2 separate regions of the Mus musculus genome follow, and region 1 is linked to region 2. The links are chromatin contacts, called in public Hi-C maps. All regions are on one chromosome and are shown on one strand. The core of a region is the stretch at or near the end of the contact, and the rest is flanking DNA. Distances in the headings are between cores, read along the strand shown. Region 1 overlaps Dock2 (dedicator of cyto-kinesis 2). Region 2 overlaps Dock2 (dedicator of cyto-kinesis 2).

Region 1 (7,178 bases), core at 3,123-5,622, 360 kb after region 2:
AAATCCATTTAGACAAAAAAAGAAAAGAAAAACAGGACATAGACACCTGTCTGGATGCCCCTTCTATAGAACAGACAGCCATGAGCTGGAGATGAAGGAGATGCTCTTTGGTACAGGATGAAGCCTTGCAGATCTTCCATAAGCAATAAACTGAATCATGCTTTTTAAAGGTTTCCACCCCTGAGAAAGAGCTTTGTGCCTAGCATCCTGCTAAGTCCTTACCACACACCACCCAACTCAATTCAAACCTTACAACCACCTGTGATGATCTCTTCTGTTATGACCATTCCATTACTGGGTAAACTGAGGCTCTGAGTGGCACAACACCCGAGGCCCACTAGCCCTTTGAGCAGTGTCCCTTCTTTCATAGCTGGCACACGTCCCAGCCTAGAAAGATGGACAGTGGTGACATTTATGGGATCACAGACTCTGTAGCCTCAGTGACTCTCATATAGCCTATAAAAATCTGAAAATATATATCTTTCTCTGGTGAGATAGAAACAGCCTCATAGAAGACAACTGGATATCACAAAACTATCTTGATCACGAATCTTTATGTCCTAATGCCAGAGAAAAAGGTCTCACTGCTATTCTGAGAACACTAAAAACTGTCCTCACCTCACCCTCTGTACTTGAGACCAACGTGAATACAGAAAGTGACAGGAGAGCATCCTAGGGAAGACTGACAGAGCACACCCCTTGCTAAGGATGTCAAGGATGCTGTGCCAGGTAGATTGCCTATGCTCCAAAGGATGGTCCTACATCCATGCACATACCAGCAGCATCAAACGGACTCTGTGGTTAAAAATATAAGGTGCACATGAAGTTTGGAGGATGACATAAAAAGGGGCATCTAGGAGGTGGAGGGGAGATACTGGAGTAGATTTATTCAAGCACATTGTGTTCATGTATGAAAATCTCAATGAATACAATTTTAAATAGTTTTAAATAAAGAAAGCACTCTGACTAGCAGTGAGCCCATTTTTTAAGGACATAAGTGCATTTGTCTCTATAAGGTTTTTATTCTTCATATTGCCCATTTCCGTTGCCCTCAACTAATGATAAGAGCCTCCAGCTAGTGTAAACAATTTCAGTTGAAAATCTGAATGGACATCAGGAAGCCTGGAGGCTTTAATGTAGACTTGACCTTGAAAAGTGATCTCATTGGGTGAACCCAGGGTCCTAAAACATGCCCGATGACTTCATAGGAATCATGTGTGGGTTGGGCCATATCATTCCATACCACAGATGTGAATGTCTCTGAGAGAGAATGTATTCTACACTGAGAAGGCCACATGATGGGGAAATGCCAGTTAACACCTACAAGTGGAATCCAACCTAGGGCTCATGCCTTTCTAATAACAATGGCCAAAGTAATGGAAAACTATTATGTAGATTACCTCATCTGATACGTTCAGGAGTAAGGTGCCACCACTGGTCCCATTCGGGGCTGACTTTAGACCCTTGGGTGCACAGAGATCACAGAACCAGGCTAAGGCCCTTTTGCTAATGCAGGATAAGATGGGCTTTGAACCTGGCTGCCTGGTCCTACAAGTCATGGTCTTAATCACATTACCACACTGCCTCTTACCTCTACGTGCTTGGCCCGACAGCATCTCTGGTAACTAGCTTCAGGATAGGATGCCTGTTTGACCCCCTCAATTCCTCCTAAAGTTTCTCTTAGCCATGATGAGCCATCTCTGCCTACTGCTCTCCTGTATTGAGTGTGTAACATTTATTGTATCTACTCTTGTGTAAGAAGAGACTACATTGCGTGTTTTTAAGACTAAAAACCCCAATCTAAGATCACAGGAATAATAGGAAAGATGCTGAACTCAGGGCATTTGAACTCTGAATTTCCCAATCTAAGTAAGGTCCTTGAAACACCAAATGGGGCTGGGTTAAGGTTAACATACTGCTTACTGAGCCATTTTCAGAGAGACCATTCCCACAGAAGTCCACCATACAGTGCAGGGGCATTTGAACATGCTACACGATGTGCAGTAGTAGTCATGTCTGCAGATAGGGAAAGAAAAGCCTCCCACAGGCTTCCTCAGCAATTTTTCAATAGTCAGCCAACTGAACTCCTCCATAGTATCACTAATGTATGAAACTAAAAATTATCAGTATGTCACATGGTTATTCTTCCTCCTCATGCTTGTCTGCAGTACGTTTGTCTGGCTTGAAGGAGTGACAATGGCAGACAGAAGAAGAGATCAGACACAAGGCAAGGTGTCAGTTTGCCTGTTAACTGTCCCTTCTGATTTGTCCTTTGCCTGAGTGGAAGTCAAGTGATACCAATATCTTAGTGATGAGGCTGAGGTTTAAAAGATCTCTGGGAAGGTAACTGGACAAAAATGACTGATCCATACATTCCCAAAATGAAAGTTTCCCTTTCAGATAAGAGCCTCCTGTCTTCCTTCCCCTGTGTTCTTTCAAGCCAAGTGTGTCTCGCTCGTTTTATTTTTCAGAAAAGTATTAGCATCCAACAAAAGAGGTTTTGCTAGGGTTTTGCTCATCAGCAATTAATTAACCACAGTGGTTTTAAGAATGAAAAGACAGTTGTAAAACCTTTTTTACATTTAAAACCGATAGAGTCTTCCCAGGGTTTTGTTGAAGCTGCCAGCAGCCTCAATTTGAAACTGGCAATATGTTGGAGAATCTTCTTAAGGTTACAGGCACTGTGGTGAGGAGGCTGAGTCAATCCCCATCTCTGCCACTGTGAACTGCAGGACCTAAGACCTGTTTTACTCCGCCGGAACTTCTATTCTCCCTTTGTGAACTTCCAGTGATAACAAACAGGGTGCCACTACCCAGCCTGACATGGGGACTATTATCTTCAGGGTGCTAGTCACTTTTAGACAGAAGGTGATAGATACATTGTGGCAGGCCTGAGCTCCGGGCTGTAGGGCTAGGGCTGGTGGCTCCCCCTTCTGCACCCCTCCCCCTGCTATCTGACTCCCTATAGGTGTCCTAGGAGGAATGTTTGCCCACGCTGTAACTTCTGCTGAGAGCCGATCTCATGATCTCATTTTCAGCTAAATATTCAGAGAGGAAGAATTCAGAAGCAAACCCTCCCACACACTGGACACAAGTGCTGACAACCTTAAAGGAAACATAAGCAAATAGATATAAACACACATGACAACGATTGCACAGGACATATGCTCTGTAAATAGAACCATGTGCTTTGCCTTTTTGAATGCATGCTGCTAACCCTCTGGAGACCAATTTGCGAATAAGACTTTCCACCTAGATTTCTGGGTGAGCGCTGCGGAGTTGGATTTAGTGCTGAGGATGTCTGCTTTGAAGACATTCTGAACCTCCACACCAGCCCAGGGCTCTGTATTGATCTTTACCATGGATTTTGCCTGAATTAAACTAGCTTGGGCTTCAATGAAAACAACATTTTTAACTACAAAAAAAGATAACCTATAAACAAGAGTGGGCACACATACACACACACTTATACACATACACACAGACACAGATTAGGAAAGTATACATTGAAGAATGCTTAGGTAAAAAGACTAATTAACATAGGTTCTAATTAGACCCTAGAACAAGGTATTAAGCAAGCTACACAGTATAGATCATGTGTTTCAATGTCTTCCCCAAAACTCTGATCCTTCAGAGAGCAGATAATTATGATCAGTCCCTCAGCCCCGGGTCCTGTCACTCAGCACTCTGGAGTCCCTTACAGGTAGCACTTTGCCATCCTCTGTGCACACACACATGATCACTTCCACGTTCCGCTGTGTGGTCTTGGTGTACTTGTCAAAGTCACCTTGTAAGAGAGTGATGTAGATGTCGTTCCTGACATCCCCTAAGGATGGAGAGAAGACCAGAGTTAGAGTCAGGCACTAACCACAGAGGTGGAGGGGACAGGGAGAAGCAGGAAGGACCATTAATAAAATGAAAATCCGAGCAGTTTAGAAAGGGCATTTTTTTTAACCTGACAGGAGGGATGGAGATGTAAGTAGCAAGGGAGGGTCGGAATGCTGGAAAAATCAGCAGCAGAAAGCCAGGTGGGGTGCTCAAAACTGGCCATGTTTTCTCTGTTCAAACCATTGCATTTCCATCCTCTAGTGACACCTTCTGGGAAGGTAAAGGAAAGCACCAAGCGAAATGAGCTTGGCCCTCAACCACGGATAGGCCTTTTTGTTGCACAAAAGTAGGGTTGAGGGATTTCCCATGAATCCTAGAGTCTAAGGGTGAAGGGCCAGGAGCACAGGTTGAGTGAGCTCCCGAAGGGAGTGAACAGCAGACATTGAGATCTCAAGTAAAGCAGATATCATTAAATCACAGTACAGGCCCCACCCTGGACCACCACCACTTAGCTACAGGAGAGAAAAGGATGAGTCAGAGGGCGTGTCATTACACAATCTGCCTCATGAAAAGCCTCAAGCATGTCTTGAATGCACTAATAGGCATGGTTAGTTAATAGGAGAGGCACAGAGAGACTTGCGGGGACTTCTGAATACCTTGTATGGCGTTTGGACATGTTACTGTAAGCATGGGTCCTTCAGACTATAAAATATGCTCTAAAAGCTGGAGAGTAGCACCACTCCGCCCCCCCCCCCCCGAGTAAAATGGGATCTTGGTATGAATAGTAAAACAGAGATGCCACCCGTGAGCTTCTGACTGACAAAGCAAGTTGCAGAGCTCCAAAAATGCTTATTAAAGTAGCGGTGCCTATAAAGAAGGACTGGGAGAAAGGGGATCTATGTTACTGTATGGGAAAACATGGTTTGCAGTGGTTTTGTTCAGGTAGAGGAATAAAGTAAAGGGAGTTGACTCTTAGGAAATTATGAACTACACAGCTGGACTCCTCAGCCCTGCTCATGGCCCTGCCCTTGAGGAAGGTCACTGCAGCTGTGTCCCACCTGGCATGATGATCTCTGGGAAGCCCAGCTTTCGGGCTACCACAGTGGTCCTGTCCACCAAGTGTGGGTAGTCTTTACGGATCTGAATGATGTCCCCCACCAGCATCTTCATGGTCACCCAAAGGCCTGGAAGGGAACACATGAACATTCAGCTTCTGTCTCTCTGTCTCTCTGTCTCTGTCTCTCTTCCTCCTCCTCCTCCTCTTCCTCCTCCTCTTCCTCCTCTTTCTCCTCCCCCTCCCCAATTTCCTCTCCTCCATCTCTCCTATAGGAGACTACTGAAATAACAGATACATTCACAGATGCAACAGGCCAACCCCAGGGGCTCTGGGCAACGTTCACTTATAGCTGGGTCAGCCTCTGACAGTTATTACAATCTCTGCACCCGAGTCTCCTAAAGCAGAGAGGATACCAGCTCATGTATCCCAGGACTTGGGTAAGGATGAAACCACTTGTAACTTAAAGGGCAGCACACAGGAGAGAGCAACTCCTCACTGTCACTTATGAAAGGAATGCCCATCCCATGCTTCCATGGGTGGTCTACAGACCACATGCTTCCCACTGTACTGTCTAGTCCAGGACTTGGACCCATTTACTGATGTCGCAGAGGCTCCTGAGCTGCAGCAAGTTTATCGTACTTGGACTCTGTATGATGGTGACTCCATACCTTGCCCTCCACTGTCTCCCTTGGAAGCTATGACTTTGCCCAGAAGGCTGTGAAGGAAATCGTTCTCAGCTGAGACCCTAGGAAGGAAAAGAGAGCACAAATGTTCCTGCTTTGCCCGATGGGAAGCTCCATCTTGTGTCCTAGATTTCCACATGGGAGATATCTAGCACCACTTAGGTGCAAAGTGAGCCTTCCATGTCAGCTCAGAGAAAGCAACACCCTCTTCACAAACAGTATGGCTCTGCGATTTGAGGCAACCAATGACTGCCACAGTCGTAGGCATTCATGTGACAGGAGAGATCGCTACGGCTCTGACATGAATGTCTTCTCTGGAAGGTAACAAGGACTTCAGTAGCTCCGGAAGACCTAGTCACTCACCTTTGGCTAGAGTCACTGGCTCCATTACCTGGAGATCTTTGTGGTGCTCAATCTTGACACTGCTCTCAACATGGGTCATTTTCAAGCAAAAAAAAAATTATAATTACCTCCTTGGTTGCCCCTGCTTCTCATGTCACAAATATATATGTGGCTTCCACAAAGGGCTCCCAATAGGCTGCTCCTTCACACTCTGTGGTCCCTGCTACACTTGTAATTAATGCCTTAAGCTTTGGTTGATTATCTGCTTAATTACCCATCTGAAGTATAAGCAGGGTCACATTGACCTTGTCTACTACTTCACCCCTGAGCCTGGCACTCTTCCTCTGGCTGCAGTAGAAGTTTCTGGATCATTAGCATGTCAGGGTGCCCTCTTTGGAGGCCCACCTACCCCCTTACTAAGAGGAGGAACAAGTTCACCCAGGGCAGCAGTAAGAGTAGGGTGGACAGCCTGGAGCCACACGGGAGTGACTTACGGGTGAAATGGAATAAAATGTTGCTTCTCTTCGTCGCTCTCTGCCTTGCCCTTGATGATGTCGGTGATGTCCATAACTAGAAAGACAGAGGAAGTGAACGGATGTTAGTTCAGCCAGGCAGGGGTGAAGAGAAGAGTGGATCATAAAACAGGAGAGAAGGGAAGCAACATGGGGCAGGGCTAGGGTACAGAAGAAGGCAAAGGAAATGGTTGGAAGTTGAGCAACAAGGTTCTTGTTACTGTATCTACTGACTCTCTTTGGTACCCACAAAACCCCAGGGCAGGAAATCCACAGGACCCAAGCATGCAATAAAAGAGCCTCTTTCCACAACCGTGCGCATGGCACATACACAGAACTGTTGAATCCGTGAGCCTTGCCAACTGACTTCATAGGCAGTATGCAAGTATGCGAGGGATGACTGGGAAGCCAGGGGACTTGTAATGGTAGAAGGAAGTATTCCAAGATAACAAAATGGATGAGCTACAGGGGTTTAAAAGAGTTCATGATGTAAAACTTGGATTTTTTTATCAGCTTTGAAAGCTCTGCTTTATTAGTTAGTTACTCATAATTATGTATCTATATATGTTGCACACATGTGTAAGAATGAGTGCAGAGGTCTGTAAGCACCTGATGACCTGGAGCTGGAACTACAGGTGATTGATTATGAGCTGTCAGATGTAGGTGCTGGGAGCTGAACTCTGGTCCTCGGGAAGAACAGCGAGCCCTCTTAACCACTGAGCCATTCCTCCAGCCACACACACACACCCCACCCAA
Region 2 (7,017 bases), core at 92-2,591:
ACACACACACACACACATACATACACATACACACACACTTACTTCTAAGGACAACCCCTTTACATAGTCCCAAGTACTTAGAATAGGTACCTCTCTCATAAGTAGGCTCCTGGGTACTTCCAGTTATAAATCTGCCCACTCTTCAGTCAGCATCATCATTGCCTCTGTGCCTAGATTATCAACGAAAAGGGCACAGACTGCACCTTCAGGGACCCTTTCTCACTGTGCACAAGGAAATGTTCAAGGAAATGTTTTGAAGTTGAATTAATAATCTAGGAACTGATTCACAATGGGACTGCCTTAACTTGTTAAAATTTTAAAAATTGCTAAGGAAATTTGCCAAAGACACACACACACACACACACACACACACACACACGGTATATACATACACACATACCCATAAACACAAAAATATACTTATACATATGTTTGGCATATACATACACATACATATACACGGATTCTTTACTCTCTGTCCTAAGTCACTCTCTGGGTCATTATCTCCATTTTATCTCCTTAGTAATCATCACCATCTGAAATTAATATACTCATATGCCTATTTGTTGTTGTTTTAATTTCTGAGGGCCTTGCTGAAATGCAAGCTCACTGGGAGAAAGACAACCTGCCCTGTTCCAGCACAGTACCCCTGGAGACCAGGCCACAGGGACAAAGGAATGGCTGTTATGTGAATGGATGAGAGAGGCTGTCAGGCAGTTCTTTCTCACACCTAGACTTTAAATCAGGAAGTAGAGAGCGGTGTACCATTGACACATTCTAAAAGGAGCTGTCTGGGTCTCTTGGGAGACAAGAAGTCAGTCTCAGGGGAAAGGGAGTAGGGATGGTGACTCATGAGCCTGTTTCTGGCAACAGCAAGGACACCCCCACCCCCACCCCCATCAAGCTTTATGTCTGTGTGTTCACGCCTGGGCAGCAGGTGCCATGACAGTAAATGATCCCGTACTGTTCCTCTCTTCCAGATAGCTGGCAATGGAGGGGAAAATGCCTCTCCACTGACCGGTAGCCACTACCTCTTCACACAAAGGAGAACAGTTCTTGGTCTGGCTCCCAGCATTGGGGAGATATCTGTTTTCAATCTTAGAGGAGGAGAATAAATAAATCATGAAACAAAAGGAAGCAGTTAAATGTTGAGGGTCAGAAAAGCCCTGATGCCAGGGCAGAGAGATCTGAACCCAATGGGGAAATCTGGCGCTAGCTGAGCGGCCTTGGGCAGGACGTATCAGCTCTCTGAGTTTGTGTGCTTGCCATCTGCAGAGCCTACCTTGGAGCAGGGTTACAGTGAGGATAATGGATAAGGAAGCATGCAGTCAATGCCTGGCATGCAGCTGCAGCCCTGTCTAAGCGCCAGCTCTCTCCTCAGTCCCCTTGGGGAATGTGCTCCCTCTTCTAAGCATCTTCACCTCCCCTACTGGGGCTCTGCTCATTAATATATTCAAGGGAGTTCACTGGTGACTGTATCGCTTGCCAGTTAAAAGAACAGCATCCACTTTCAGACTGCTTATAACCCTATCAAAGCTCCATCACTCAGTAGGTGTGTGACCTTGGAAGGGTGGGTAATCGCTAGGGACTCCAGTTTCCAAAACAATGCAGTGATGCTCAGCATGGAAAGAGGATAAATGCTTACTGCTGCGGGCATGTGTTTAGAGCAGTGCCTGCTTCCTCTAGAACTTACTCCAGCCCAAATGTCCTCATGGCCCCTCTGTTCCCAGACCTCTCTGTTGTCCCTCCATCATAGCAAATTCCCCTGTGGACACAGTGCTCCTGACTGAGTTGTGCTTTCTCCCTACAACACCACCATCTCTTATCTTCCTGTAACTGGCACCGCTCTGCTATGTAGGTTCACCCTCCGGGCCCTCTTCAAAGTGAGCATTTTGTTGACTATCCAACCTCAACTTGCCCTTTTATCCCAAGACAAACTCCCACCATATTAATTTCAGAATATCTCTTATTATACAAAATTAGTTTTCTTATGTGGTTAGTGTTTTCATTGTCTCACCCTGTCCCACTGCTATGTAGCCACCCAAGAATAAGGAATGGCCTGCCTCTCTCTTGAAAGAGTGTCTGGTGTATAGTGAGAGGTGAATGAATGAATGAATGAATGAATGAATGAATGAATGAATATGTTGAAGGTCCTGGTCCCATGCAGTATTTTCTTGGAATTCTGCTACTCTATACCCTGTCTGTGATCTTTGGTAAAGGCTAGTTTCTAAAACTCTTTGTCCTTTCCTCTAAATATGGAACCCAGCTAACTGTGCACTTGACAAAGTCCAAAGATAGCTCTCTCAGGCCCTCAGAGGGTTCTTGTGAAAAACCCTCCGTATTCCTGTCACAGGACCTTGAATCCTGCCTCCTGAAGGTGCAGCAGCTGCCACCTGCCTGTCTCAAAAGGTCACAGAAGTTGGGACTTCCTCTTTCCATAGCCTTCCAGAATGATCCTCTCCGGTTGAGGCTTCATCTTCTCTCTGGATGATCAGAAACCTGGATTCCATCCACACTCAAGGGAGGAGTCGGTCAGTCATTCGTAGCAAGGGTCTGTGGCAATGAACTACTCTTGGCTCTAAGGGTTTCCCCTAAGCTGAGGGTTTGCAAGTGGCTTTGGGGCACAAGGAAGGATTGCCACTGGGGTGTTACCCTAGTGTTCCAATAAACCTTTGCAGGCAGCATGAGAACTGCTCACTTTCTAGAGAAATGTACTTGGGTACAGGAGACTCTCATGCAAATAAAGATGTGTCTGAGGGCTTGAAGCTGGAATAAAATATAGACTTCACTAAGGACTGGGGCCTTGGATAGACCCAACAGTAAGTGCTGGCTGCTGTAGAAGATGTGTGGAAGACCTCAAAGGAAGTGTTCTGTAGGCTAGAAGCGTGTGGAAAGGCTTACTACAATCAGCAAACCCAGCCCAGTCAGATAGCTGTGACCCTGGATAGCCTATGACACTTCTCTGAGCCTCAATAATCTCACCTTGGAAATAGACATAATAATCTTTCCCTAACTTAAGATGTGGAGTTAGCTCTGTAGATAAAGTGCCTGCCCTGCATGAGGATCCAAGTTCAGATTTCAGGCACCCACTGAAAAGTCAGGCATGGTATCTCATATCTGTTAACACTGGCACTGGGGTGGAGGGAAATGGAGATTGAGACTAGAGCTTGCTGGCCAGTCAGTCTGACCAGTTGCTGTGGTCTGGGTTCAATAAGCGACCCTACCTCAAAAGGGTAGAGAACAATAGTACAAGACACCCAATGCCAGCCTCTGGCCTCAATGTTCATGCACACCTACATGGACATATGCACACACATACATTACACACACACAGACACTAAAATATTAGAGGGAAATGAGTGAGAGAATACATATAAAATGCTTAACACCATACTGAACACAGCAGAACAACTCAATTAATGGAATCTGTTGTCATTTTGGTTGGATTTATTTTCACTGGCTTTTCCCTGTGAGATCCAACAGCTCAAATTTGTTCTGCTCCTTCTAGATGAAATTCTCTCACAAATGATGTGTCTTCCCTAAATGGAGGAGAACTGGCCTTCCCCCTCCAGCTGCTGAGGCATTAGGAAGATGTCAATAACCTTTGTGTAGATCACAGTCTAGAGAGGTCATATGATTTTTCTCAGAGCTGTAAGACAGAGCCAGGACTACCTACATACCAGGGTTCAAACCTACTCTCTCGTAATTATCCTAAGGGATTCTTCCAGAGTCAGGAGGGAGGAGAGAGACTCTGTTTCCTGCCCTGGGAACTGAATGCCAAAGGATACAAAGCCTCTTACATCCCAGTCATGTCCAGGAGACAACTCTAAGGTTGCAGTCAGGAGCTGATCTTCCCAGAATCCTTCTCCACTCCAGATGAGACAAAACATTTAGAAAATGAATTCTGAAAGGCTTCCTCCTATGCCAGAGATGTTCCCAGTGTTCCCATTATCACACCAATGATTCAAGGTGCTTCTAGAACTCTCTGGAGAACACAAGGATGCTGTTCTGATGCTAGTCACCACTAACTGGGTTGGATGCTCATTAGAAAGCTCTTTGTTGTTGTCTTCATCTTTCTAGCCATTGAGAAGATGGTGTTCTCATTACACTGATGAGGAAACAGAGGCTTGAGGGGACAAGAGTGGTCTCCCAGTGTCACACTATGTAACAGATGAACTGGGGCTCTATTGGAACCTGAGATTACCAAAGCCCCTCTTCCTCATCTCTCTCTCTCTCTCTCCTGTCCTCTCTTCCCCTCCTCTGTCTCTCTCCCTGTCCCCATTACCTCTCTCTTCTCCTCTCCTCTTCTTTGCTCCCTCCCTCCATTCCTCCCTTCCTCTCTCCTATGAGGTCATTATTCTTCCTTCTATGAAGGTCCTAGAAAGTTCCTTGCACACAGCAGGAAAAGGCCACTACTCCTCTTTTCTATTTATGGCTGTCCTCCTTACTTGGGAGAACATGTCCCTTTGCCTGCCATCAAAGACGTACCAGCTTTAGTCTAAGGTACTCTCCACATGGCCTGTTATCACCTTAGACACCCTACTTTCTTGTGCTTACAGAAGAAACAGAACAGCAAGAGTCAAGGGCTCCTGCTCTCTGGGTTGCTTCTATGGTGTTCCCTTACTCTTCTGTACCTTGCTCAGTTTCTGAGTCCACACAGAGGAACATAACTACACTCAGGGTTAAAGACTCCTTTCAGGTAAGAGTCAACTGTTTACCAAGCACTGGTACCTGGTGAGCTCTTTATAGATGCTAATTATGAGCCCACAGACCTACAGGATTAACTAGAGAACTAGCTTGTCACTCTATAAATAAGACCCCACAAACAAAAGCGACTCTTCTCAACTCTCAGGGGACTCACACAGAAGGGATGGCATTGGGAACAATTCTGATTTCCCAGAACTTGTGCCATATCCTATGGACACCACAGGGAACTTTGAGGCCTTCTGGACATGTGTGTGTGTGTGTGTGTGTGTGTGTGTGTGTGTGTGTGTGTGTGTGTGTGTGTGTGTGTGTTGGTGTGTGTGTGTGTGTGTGTGTGTGTGTGTGTGTTGGTGTGTGTGTGTGTGTGTGTGTGTGTGTGTGTGTGTGTGTGTGTGATCAAGGTTGCTGGATGCTCCCCTTGGACTCAGCAGGGCCAGGTGGACTGGTGATTTGTGCTTCTCCAGAGTGCTCAGAGGGGCTCAGGGTGCAGGTTCTGGAATCATGCTTGAGAACTATGACTGGAGGGCCTGAAGATTGCCTGCTGGGCCCAGCTGGTTAGTTCATATAATAGGCATGCCAGGCAGAATATGACAGAGGAATGGGCTCTGAGCCAGGGTAGCTGAAGGCAGTGCCAAGTCTCGTGGGAAATACTGTGCTGCATCGGACTGGGGCGACATGGTGCAGGAATGCCAGATTTTTTTTTTTTTAAAGAAAAGCAATGAGTCTGTCTTTTACAGGAAAGCTAGAGTTTAAATGTTAGCAATGAATCCACATGTTTTAAACATTCTAGACCACCAAATCACAGCCATATGTTGAATCTGGCTTTTAGACCACAGACTTGGGGCTTTTGTATTGCTCTGCCCACGTGTCCACAGGGGTCCTAGACCTCAGTGGGCACCAGCCCAGCAGACTGCAGTGGTTCATGCCACCAGAGAAATCAGGAAATGTAACCAATGAATATTTTAAAACCTTTTCAGACTGTCCACATTGCAGAAGCACTCTCCAAAGCTAAAACTAAAGCTCACAGCAAGGCTGTCTGTGAGCTGGGCAAGGGAACAATTCAACATGACCCTTCTTGTCATGGACCAGAGGAGTGACAGAAAAGTCAAGTCCTGCTGCCTCTCCTGGCCCATCCTTATTCCCAAGCCCCCTTTTGAGCTGCTAAATTCAACAACCGTGTTTGTTATATGCATGAGACTTATCCAATATTCTACATATGGTCTCTCTTTTAATTCCATAATTCTATGAAGGGATTGTTGCCACACCAACAGTCAGATGAGGAAGAAAATTGACCCAAGGGAGCGATTACATATCAGGATGCCAGAGGAGTTCAAGGCCATCCATAGGAGTTCCTAACACTTCCTCCTGGAAGTCTGGTTGGTAGTTTGCTGGCTGATTGAGCCAGGGTATATACAGCATGCAGCTCTGAGGCTTCCATGTCTCTGCCACTCTCAAGGCCGAGCCCCATCTGCCCTAGAAAAGCTATAGACAGGGAGCCCCACCATCTTGGTATACATTTCATCCACCTCACCAGAAGGGAAGCAAGGACGGAAAATTACAGTCTTCTCTGAAATATGGAAATATATGCTTGCCAACAAGTTCAAATTTATGCTAATTTCCCAGTACCTCAAGTCATTCCACTTGAACATCTGTGTGGTTCACGGACGAGTGCATGAACTGCTGCTAAACTGACATGAATTGTGCCTGCTGCACGGACCCATGTTTCTGGCCGTTTGTGGATCTTCTTCTCTCCCACCTGGTCTTCCTCAAAGTTAATTAGACCATTGGAGAGGCATGGATACACTTTGTGATTCAGAGGAGCCAGAAGCCATGGGGGAGAGAGGATAGACAGAGGAAAACTGTATTTTTCCTGCCTTGACAGCTGATTTTTAACTCCCTCCTCCATCACTTGTGCACACGTTCCCATAAATAAGATATATGACTGACTTTCTCAGGTGTCAACATCCTAATGAGGGAATCTGCTTTCTGACACCTTGGAAAAGGTCAATAAAGAAAAAAGGAATTAGAGACAGGCTGGCATCGTCCTCGGGCTGAACTGTCTTCGAGCATGCCAGCCGCTTGGTAGAATTGTTATTTTGCAACTGCAGAGCAGATGTGAAGCTCAAATGATACGGTGGAGTGTTATTTTGGAATGGTGCATATTTTTAAGTTGGGGGGTAAAGGCTGCATCTTGACATTTATGGTGGCAGGGCTCCTGCCACACAGCGACCTGTTGTTAAGCACAAACTCAAACAGGCAGTGCCAGACAGAGTGGGAGCCTAGTTCTGATCTACCAGGGCCTGACCAATTCCA

Evidence for each region. A called contact is a pair of places that touch in the nucleus more often than the background predicts.
Region 1: a Hi-C map of the N1E-115 cell line shows a contact between it and region 2, with 3 times the contacts expected there. The contact joins two enhancer-like sites. A contact is called at or near these places in 6 of 484 Hi-C or Micro-C datasets (the N1E-115 cell line and embryonic stem cells).

Annotation. Positions count from the first base shown.
Region 1 is chr11:34,700,884-34,708,061 of GRCm38.p6, forward strand. It overlaps Dock2 (dedicator of cyto-kinesis 2), which reads right to left. Exons shown (of 52, transcript NM_033374.3): 11 at 6,405-6,480; 12 at 5,554-5,630; 13 at 4,887-5,012; 14 at 3,702-3,826. The region is part of intron 2 of Gm51858 (a long non-coding RNA gene); the gene reads left to right. Among named protein-coding and RNA genes, the nearest start is that of Gm51858, 9.4 kb to the left of the region's middle. Within about 2 kb of position 4,373, at least 3 of the 459 cell types and tissues checked have an H3K27ac peak or open chromatin away from gene starts, as enhancers often do. A contact at or near this core is called in the N1E-115 cell line, where this site is marked.
Region 2 is chr11:34,343,145-34,350,161 of GRCm38.p6, forward strand. All of the region lies in intron 27 of Dock2 (dedicator of cyto-kinesis 2), which reads right to left. The region is part of intron 1 of Insyn2b (inhibitory synaptic factor family member 2B); the gene reads left to right. Among named protein-coding and RNA genes, the nearest start is that of Insyn2b, 32 kb to the left of the region's middle. Within about 2 kb of position 1,342, at least 24 of the 459 cell types and tissues checked have an H3K27ac peak or open chromatin away from gene starts, as enhancers often do. A contact at or near this core is called in the N1E-115 cell line, where this site is marked.